2 separate regions of the Sus scrofa genome follow, and region 2 is linked to region 1. Evidence: chromatin contacts called from public promoter capture Hi-C data. All regions are on one chromosome and are shown on one strand. The core of a region is the stretch at or near the end of the contact, and the rest is flanking DNA. Distances in the headings are between cores, read along the strand shown. Region 1 has its middle 120 kb from the start of CACNB4. Region 2 holds the start of ARL5A (ADP-ribosylation factor-like protein 5A).

Evidence for each region. Promoter capture Hi-C pulls out the DNA fragments that hold promoters and counts their contacts.
Region 2: a contact with region 1 is called in a promoter capture Hi-C map of fetal liver, with 2.7 times the contacts expected there. The contact joins the promoter of ARL5A here to the enhancer-like site in region 1. A contact is called at or near these places in 3 of 5 promoter capture datasets (fetal liver, fetal skeletal muscle and liver), 8 of 47 Hi-C or Micro-C datasets (embryonic fibroblasts, fetal skeletal muscle, liver and 1 more) and 1 of 2 datasets of contacts at active chromatin or transcription factors (skeletal muscle).

Annotation. Positions count from the first base shown.
Region 1 is chr15:283,046-287,770 of Sscrofa11.1, forward strand. No RefSeq gene overlaps it. Among named protein-coding and RNA genes, the nearest start is that of CACNB4, 120 kb to the right of the region's middle. Within about 2 kb of position 2,561, at least 1 of the 83 cell types and tissues checked has an H3K27ac peak or open chromatin away from gene starts, as enhancers often do. A contact at or near this core is called in fetal liver, where this site is marked.
Region 2 is chr15:466,172-471,445 of Sscrofa11.1, forward strand. ARL5A (ADP-ribosylation factor-like protein 5A) reads left to right here and starts at 1,754. Exons shown (of 6, transcript XM_021076258.1): 1 at 1,754-2,137. The coding sequence starts at 2,092.

The sequences.
Region 1 (4,725 bases), core at 1,311-3,810:
TGGGCCTGTCTGCCCATGTACAGACTATTCTCACAGCTTGGCTGAAATTCAGGAGAGAGGTCAGCTGTACCAACAGACATTCTAGGGTGTGTATCTGATACAGATTTGTCATGAGTGGCCAGTTATTAACTGCATCCATCATTGATCTCAGTGGATTCCTTAGTGCCTCCATGAGGCTGTTTGCAGAGGGCAAATGAAGCATTGAGAGTAAGGGTGACAAGCGCTGTTGATTTCCGTACAGCCTCCAGTCAGTCACACACTTTACAAGAAAGACAGCTGAGGGTCAGAGAAATTAAGACTTAAATTTGTACAGATAATATGTGGCAGACCTAGGATACAAAACCAGATTTGGGGACATCAGATTATGCTCTTTCTGCTTTTCACGTAGGTTTCAGCTTACTTTGTTTCAACTATTTGATAAACATTCATTTCTAGAAGACTGACTGAACTTGGAGATCTTTAGGTAGCAGTTGTTACATGTTCCAGTGTAATAGCTGCAGAACTCTGAGAAGTGTTCTCAAATGATGGATCCTATATAACTGGCATGGCAGGAGTGAAAAGGACATTTTAATATATTAATAAGAGGGTAATTTAGGGGTATGACTGTAGACGGATGGAGTGTGTGTTCGTCTCCTGTCACCGCTGTAACTGATTACCACAAAGTTGGTGGCATAAACCAACAGACTTAATTTCCTCACAGTTCTGGAGGCTGGAAGTCCAAAGTCAAGCTGTCAACAGGGTCACCTTCCTTTTAACCTCTAGGGGAGATTCCGTTCCTTGCCTCTTCCGGCTTCTGATGGCTGTTGGCCTCCTTGACTTGTGGCTGCATCACTCTGGTCTCTGCCTCCTCCTTCACATTGCCTTCTCCTCTGTGTCTCTGTGTCTTCTCTTCATCTGTCTCTTAAAGGGACACTTGCCACTGGATTTAGGATCCACCTGCATCATCCAGGGTGATAGCATATCAACATCCTATACTTAATTGCATCTGCAAAGACCCTTTTTCCAAGTGAGATCTCAACAAGAAGGTCCAGGAATTTTGGATGTGGACATATCTTTTGGGAGCCATCATTTAACCTACCGCAGAGTGTAAATATTTTTTCTTAGTGAAAAAAAAATCCATTGGCATTATATCGTGTGATTTTTTTTTTTTCCCAACCTGTGGCATATGGAAGTTTCCAGGCTGGGGATCCAAGCTGTAGCTGCCACCTATGCCATAGCTGTAGCAATGCAAGATCCTTAACCTGCTGCACCACTGTGGGAACTCCCCTGTGATGTATGTTAATACAGCCATCAGCACACTTCAACTCTTGGGACTAGATCATGTCATTTTGTTTTGTTTTGTTTTGTTTTTAGGGCTGTACCTGTGGCATATGGAAGTTCCAGGCTAGGGGTCTAATTGGAGCTGTTGCTGCTGGCCTATGTCAGAGCCATGGCAACGCCAGATCCGAGCCGCATCTGTGACCTACACCACGGCTCACAGCAACACCCAATCCTTAACCCACTGAGCGAGGCCAGGGATTGAACCCGCAACGTCATGGTTCCTAGTGGGATTTGTTTCTGCTGCACCATGACGGGAACTCCTAGATCCATGTCATTTTTTCTTAAACCAACGGGTAACAGTTACCAGTTTAGAAAACAGAGCTTTTCTTGAGCCTTTCCCCTGCCTGTGTGTGATGACATTTCCTATGACTTTGTCTCTCCCTCCTTTTCTTCAGCTTCCTAGGAACGATATTTGGATTTTCGGTCTTGGAAACTACTATTCAGGAGAGAGGCGGTCAAGGAGGTCAAGCAAAAGAAAATCAGAAACTGTTCTGCAGTTGCTGTGTTCTTTAGTAGTGGAAAAGAATGGCAGGTTTATTTAGCTCCCAATTGGAAAGAAAGGTAAAATCCTTAACAAGGGAGTGGATACTGGGCTATTTATTTCTGAGTCACTCACAGTCTTCAGTTTGCAGATGGAGAAAACAGAAAGCCAGAAGGATTATATAAGGTCATCTGGCAAGTCAGAGGCTGACCCTGTGTCAACACTAGGAGCTTTGGAGCTCTCTACTCCGATCCCCTGAATCATGTTTCATCTCAAGGGGCTCTTCTTATTCTGTAATCTTGGGTTTCTGAGCAGAAGATTAAGTCTTGACCCTCAAAGTCAAACTGGCACCAATGGGAAGTAAAGCCTTGAATTTGTCGTGTTGGAGCCCCATTCAGTAAATGAGTAAAGATAAATGCTTTGGTTGTGCTGTTCAGGCTCTCTCCAGGCTGGCTCATTGTATGGTATCTGCAAACACACAAACTTTCAAAGTGTCCATTCTAACATGGACCATCAGCAGTGCCTTCCTTGAGTCCAGGTAGATGGTCAGTAGGATGACCGTGGCTGGAGTCCTCGTGTGCAGGGTCATACAAGAAAAGCAACATCAAACCAGAAGACAGCCTTTCTTTTCCATATGGACTTGCTCCAGCTGTTCATCTGAAAGGAGGTTTTTCCCTCCGTAGCCTTTGAACTGCCTTGAACTTGTTTGCATGTTCAAACAATCTGGGAGAATTAGGAAACTATTTGAGGACATGGAGCAAATGCTGTGTGGTAAACTGGGCCAAGGCAAGCTTTGCTTCATCTCGGGAGCACCTGATGGCTCTAACAGGTACTGGTGGGCTGTGTTCCAATGTGAGGCTCAAGTGCCAGGTGATATTGCCAAGCTCCACCATCTTCCAAGTGCCAAACAGGCTTTCATGAAGTGTCTCTGTTAAGGGTATTATGCTTTGAATCATTTTATCTATAAATTTAGCGCCTGAGTTTTTTTTCTTTTTTTGCTAATGCTTATGTAAGCTGCTGCTTCTTTTATTTTTTTTTTATGGTAAGCACATGACTGAACAACTACAAGCCACAAATCTTACACTCAGAAAGTTCACATAGGAGGTTTCTTCATTTGACTTCCTGGTGGCATTGGCCTTGTGGTTTTACTGTCATACCTGGGAGAGTTTTCAAGGTACATTTTTACTCACCTTATCCAAAGGACAAGAACACTCCTGGTGTGTATCTGAGGGAATAGTCATGTTGCCAACCTTTTGGAGTTACTCAGTGGGCCAGTAATAATTTCGAATGTGTCTTGTTGAATATAAACTTATGAAAAACTTAAAACCCAAAGTTTCTGCAAATGTATCTTAATTCTTGCCTCGATCAACACATGGGCCTCAAGGCTGAGATGGTTTTCTATCTTTGCTTAGGCACAAAATTCATTGCAAGAATTTGCAAGGCCAGTGGAATCAGTGGATAAAAGGGACCTGGCCTAAATGATGTAGCTACTAGTTGCAGGCAGGGCAGGCAATGACGTTTGCTTAAGGAGACAGTGAGACATTGTATAGAAAAGGGACTCTCCAGATTATAGATAGTAAAATGTAAACCTCAGTATGAGGACATCTGGCGCATGAGACTGATTTTCTCTAAATACCTTTGTTTGGATTGATCTATTTAAACTTTATTTTTTATTTATTTATTTATTTATTTTATTTTATTTTATTTTATTTTTTTTTGTCTTTTTGCTATTTCTTTGGGCCGCTCCCGCGGCATATGGAGGTTCCCAGGCTAGGGGTCTAATCGGAGCTGTAGCCACTGGCCTACGCTAGAGCCACAGCAACGCGGGATCTGAGCCACATCTGCAACCTACACCACAGCTCACGGCAACGCCGGATCGTTAACCCACTGAGCAAGGGCAGGGACCGAACCCGAAACCTCATGGTTCCTAGTCGGATTCGTTAACCACTGCGCCACGACGGGAACTCCTATTTTTTATTTTTATTATTTTTTTTTTTTTTTTGCTTTTTAGGGAGGCACCCATGGCATGTGGAAGTTCCCAGGCTAGGGGGAAATTAGAGCTGCAGCTGCCAGCCTATGCCACAACCACAGCAATGCCAGATCTGAGCCTTGTCTGTAACCTACACCACAGCTCACAGCAGAACTGGATCCCTGATCCACTGAGCAAGACCAGGGGTTGAACCCAAACCTTTACGGATACTAGTTGGATTCATTTCTGCAGAGCCTCAATGGGAACTCCTATTTCAACTTTGAGATTGGTCCAGGGCCTGTGCCCCTTTGTTCAGAGTGTTAGCCTCTGGAACTAGCCTGCTTTGTAAGTACTTACCTGGCACCTCATGCAATTTGTTAGCCTTCCCTGGCCTACAGGTTTCTCACTGCTATATTGTTTCACCTTTGCTTTGCCACTTTTGCTCTGCGTTCTTCTGGCCTGACTCAACTTTCATTGGCTCTTGTGAAAATCATTTCTCCTGGGCCCCAGGCTCCTAGTTCCTGTCTCTGAAAGTAGGTCTGGGCTTCCTGGGTCAAACAAAAATGGTATCTACAAATTACTTTGTCTCAAAGAGTGTTTCTAGATATAGTTAGTGATCAAAAATATGTTTCCTAACAGGAGGAAAGCTTATGCATAAAGTCTTGATCAGAAAAAAGGTGTTAAAAAAAACCCAAAAACATGGTTCAGCATCTCTGACCCTGACCTTACCCTAGATGTTTTCTTGTCCTTTCTTCCCACACCTACCAGAAAAAGGTACCAGAGTTGAGAACCTTGTGAGAAAAGGCCTCAATTTCAGGCCTGTCAGTGGGTGTGAGGAAAACAATAATTACTGAATTTGGAAGCCTATGAAGGTGTTGTTTTGACAGTACTGAGAACTGAGGTTTTCTGTTTGCATTGCTTGCAAAACTATTTGTGATTTAGGAAGTGAAATATT
Region 2 (5,274 bases), core at 504-3,003, 180 kb after region 1:
TTTTAAAAGAAAATAATCTATAAGACCATCTCTTTAATGAAGATTATAAAATATGAAGCCCAAACTTCACAAGTTAATGTGGATATGACATCCATTTAATAAATTGACAGAGATGTGTGGAGAGTTTGCAAAAAGTTTTAGAGCTGCCAAAAGCATTACTTGTAGTGTACAAGAATGGAATTATTAGAGGGTTAATGTAAATTGATTATGCAAACAATATTGTTTTTCTAAATAGCCTAGAGAGTACTTTATTATGTAACTACAAACACAACAATCCACAAGTTAAAATGGATTAATATAGCAATTTTCTTTCCCTTCATAAAGGCTTTTTAACCATAAGTCCCAAAGGAAAACAAAGGACGTTTTCCTGAACAATTGTTTAAAAAGAGACACGTTTCTGTCCTCAATGCTGCCCTTTGCTTTACAGGTACAAGTTTTCTAGCTCAAGACGACTAAGAAAAAATGTAGATTGTCTTGAGTTCTTACTCAAATGAGGTATTTTGTATATATTGAGAAGAGATAGTGTATGGCTAGAAGTGGGGTGGAAAAGTATAGTTTATTGCTGGTTCTAATTTCCTTAGCTCTTGCAGATGAGTGGGTGTGTAGGCAGGAGCTGTTCAAAATATCTTTTACAGTTCCCCCACTTTTTTCTTTCTCTTCCTTTTTACCAAAGTTAAGGAGAAGAGAAGGGATTCGAGCTGTTTCTGGTTTCTTTGTGGAAGAGAACAACCTTGGTTTCTTTTTTCCCACCTTTGCCTCTAACAAGAGTGGAGACTAATTACTACAGGCATCAGATGGTCCAGAATCAAAGAAAGACCTCAGCAACAAACCCTCTGCTTTTACATATAAAAAGTGGAGGCAAAGAGAGGTTAAGTAACTTGCCTAGCCAAAAAATAACACCTGAAACAAGAACTCTGATATCAAGTTACCTAATTATTCGCTTATATTCTAGTTTTCAACTAAGTATCCCACAGCAGAGGGTTGATGAAACAGTGTGACTCTTGCATAGTATGTGGCACAGCTGTTCAAAGTGTTCAGGCAAGAAGCCTAAAAGAGCAGACAGAACATTTGACCACCTATTTAACCAGCTTGGAATGATGGGAGTTACAGCTGGAAAGGACGGCTGAAGCCAAACTGTGGAGAACAATGCGTATCTAAAGCATTTGGATTTTACTGCTCAAATAGCTCTAGTGGCCACTAAACAATTTTAAACATGGGAGTGACTCGATCAAGATCGGACAAGATTGGCCTGAAAACATGGGAGTGACTTGATCTTGTTTCGGACAACATTGGCCTGAAAGGGGAGGAAGATTGGAGAGGGAATAGCCTTGAGGTACAGAATAGCCCTAAAGCGACTGCCTAGGTAAGGTCACCCTGCTGGGTGTTCAGGCCTAAAAGTTTCAGAGATAAAGGTGCTGAGCTTCTCTCAAAGACCCTGCAGGAATGCCGCGCTTATGAAGGCCGGGACGTGGTACTTGGGTGCGGTGTGAACGCAGGGTTGGGGATGTGCACTCAATAACATGTTCACATTATGGCTCTGTGGAAGAAATGCAGAGAAAAACAAAGCTCGCTGAGACGCCCACGCAAGCAGACGAGAGCCAGCAGCCCCAACCAGCACCCTGCGCGCTTGGATCCCCGGGCTCGTCCCGCCGCCTACAGGTCGCCTGGTTTTCTCAGATCAGCTGGGGCCGGGCAGGCGCCCTTCTCCAGGCCACGCCCCTCCAGCCGTGCGCCTGCGCCTTCCCGTCCGCTTCGCCCCGCCCCTCGCCTCCCCCGCCCGCCTGGGCGCCGCCGCCGCAGCCGCCCGAGAGGAGCTGGGGGAGGACGGTGGCCCGCGAGGCTCGTCGCAGACAACGCGGCGGCGATGTCCGCGAGCCAGGCGAGAGCCGCGGCGGCAGCGGCGGGGCCTCGCGCACGGGAGGGCGACCTGGGCTGCGGCCTCCCTCCGGTTCCTAGGAAGCGGGCCGGCGGCCAGCGCGGGAGCAGCAGCGGCAGAGACGGAGGCTCCGGCGCGTCTCTTTCCTCCCCTTGAGCCTGAGCTGGGGGAGGCCAGGAGGCCCGGGTGGCTGGAGGGGGGTCCGCTGCCCGAGAATGGGAATTCTCTTCACCAGGATATGGAGACTGTTCAATCACCAGGGTAGGGGCTGGGGCCGAGCGCGTACGGGTCGGGGAGAGGGTCAGCCCTGGACGCGTTGGGGGGTGGTCTCCGAACACTTCCGGAGTGTGGGCGGCGCGGTCTCGGCTCTGGTTCCCGGCTGCTGGGGATGCGGGCCTGGGGCGGTTCGATCCCACGCCCAGCTAAGGAATGGTTCCCGACTCGCAGCCCTTTGTCTTAGGAGACCTTCCTAAGAAGTCCATTCCGCAAATACACCCATTGCTCCGATTTCAGTTGTGAGCGGCGGTTTCTTGCCCCCCGTCCGACCCCCCGAGCTGCATAGCCTGGTCCATTTTCCTTGAACAGTTGGAGGTTTGCATGCCACGGAGAAATGCTGAGGTTCTCTGGGATGAGCATTACCGAGGGTTGCTGAATGCGGAAAACGTGAGCAATCGCTCTTGACTTGTCCAGTACACCTCAGGTTTATGAGAGTCTTCCCTGCACTCCCCCACCCGGGAGAAGCCACTTAGGCGTCCTGAGTAGTGATGGTCCTCTCCGTTTGCCGTATTTATATCTGTTTAAGGTCATTTTCCTACTCGTGTTGGTTAGTAAAGTAGAGGGTTTGGGGGCTGGATTAGAAATGTTAAGGTGTTTTATTGAAAGCATTTAAAAACCATATCGTATGAAGTGTTTGTTAAGTGTAGGTAACTAGTAAGTTACCAAGTGTAGAGTGTGTGGTCAAAGAGACGCTCAAGTTCATCTAAACTCAAAACAGTGCCTTGAAATGCATATCAGATTTATTGAAATATGTTCCAAAATAAATGTAAAACTGGGGAAGGAAGATACAATTTTAGGAAAAAGACTCCATGGTGCTTAAGATACAGCATAGTTATTGGTGTACTTTTGTTTCATTTTAACTCAAGTTGGGTGATTCATCATCCCTGCTGTCAGTAACTTAGTTTGTGTTTTCCTCTTGTGTAAGCTAGTAGTAGTGTCACAGCCTAAGATTTTCCAGTAAAGACTTAAAGGAATGGTGGCATCTATTATGTACCACCGTCCCGCCTCCTGTTTGATCCTGCTGCTCCTGTAAGAAGACTGTGGAAAGGGAGCAGAACTAGGAACTTGTGATCTCTAGAGTATTTTTTTAAAAAAACTAAAGATGATAATGTAGGTCACATGGTACTAAATGAAAGAGTAATATTTCAGATGATTTTCAAATGATATGGGGAATTTTCATAAACTGGATGAAGCCAGTTTTAATCTACACAGCCTCTGGCTGGCTGTTTCTGTTGGGAGAGGGCAAGGGGGAACCAGTCACTTCACCTCCCTGGATCTGGAGCTCCCCTAGAACAGCTGGGATCTTGACTATATATGACTGAAGTCCACAAAACTTAATCTCTAGGTCTCAAGAATTGAAATTTAAAATTGCTGTAAAATGGGTGGTGCTTATAATAGATAAGATCTATTCTGGCTTTTAAATCCATCATTTTGTATTATTTTTAGCAAAGCTAGTAAATTTCAGTTCTGCTATGAAATTTAAAAAGACTTTGCTTGTTAATTGAGCTCCAGTACTGCAAGCAAAATTAGATGTCTCTACTTTCTATTTTGAGTCAATGATAAAATTATTTGTCTCTGTAATTTAAGAATGAATTAGAACTTTGCCAACAGCTACATGCCAGTAGTAAGTAATGAGATGTTCTTTGTTACCACTAAAAATCTCTGAGTAGTGTTCTTATTACCTATACTTTGTGGTAATTTTTGACTGGACCTTTATTTCAATGTTGGGAATTAATAGTAAGAGGAATTAAGTGAGGTTAAGTTCTAATTTAGATGTCAGTGTTGTGAAAATGTGAATAAACTATTTCTCTTCTGTTAAATGATGTCGTTGTCTTATCAGTAAGGTCACAGTGTTCACCATTAAATCTAGTATCAGGTGCTTTTTAGTCTTTTTAGTTCTGTAAATTGGATGTATATGTCTTTTATGTGTGTGTCAGATATATCTTAGATGTTTTATTTTACCTTTATAAGATACAGAACACAACCCTATGTTCTTTTCACATAAACTCTTGGAAGATTTTGGGGATTACAGAGTTTTCTATGCTGATAGAACAAACTCTGTGCCATTTCTTTTCTGAACTCCCTTTAGAACAGCTTTTTCAGTTTAAGCTCAGCTAGGTTGAGTACACAGTGAAAGCTAATTGCATATTGCTCAAACTTGAAAAACCAGAGGTTGCATTCACATGCTGTTTAAATCAATAGGGTACAAACTTTGTCCTGGATGTTGAATGTATCTTTTTTTTTTTTTTTTTAAATGTTTCTAAAATCCTTTGAAGTAGTTATTCTTTTCTCCTGAAAAGAGGAAACTAGGTTCTAGAATGATTTTACTAGGTGATGCAGATTGGTGAATGCCAGAGTTAAAACACTGCAGAAATATGTCCTTGGTACTGGTCTTCTTAAAGAAGTGACTGGCATCATTTTTTAATATAAAAGTGTCCCCCATTAGGTGTTTCTTGTTACTGAACTATAAACCTTTACCGCTTTAGGACTTTGAAGAGTTGCCGTTAGTATTTTTTAGTATAGAGGGCTTTATGATCAGTACTTCATTTGTAAAGCAAGTATTTTGAACACCTGTTTTGTGCCCGAGACTGGTCTAGGTGTTGGGGATAGACAGGAAACAACACAAACCCCTGTGTTGTTATGTGGGGAGACAGAAAATAAGCTAACTCCATCTTTATAGATAAAATAATAGCAGTTGACACTGACACGCAAGGTTAGGTTTTATGTGTTTTATGCAGTTGATTTAGTCTTCACTTAATTGATTTACCCTTTACCCTGTGAGGTAGATTTCCCCCCCCCCCATTTTTTAGTGGTAAAGAAATATTAGGTAACTTGCTTAAAGCTCTACAATGAAAAGTGATAGACTTTTTTTTTTTTTGCTTTTTAGAACCACACCCACGGCATATGGAGATTCCTAGGCTAGGGGTCGAATTCGGAGCTATAGCTGCCAGCCTAGCCACAGCCACAGCAAGGCCAGGGATCAAACCCACAATCTCATGCATGGTTACTAGTTGGATTCGTTTCTGCTGTGCCACAGTGGGAACTTTGTGATAGGTTTTAGATTGAGATAATAACCAAGATCATCTAGTGTCTTAGTTAGTGCTCCTGAGACAAAACAAAAT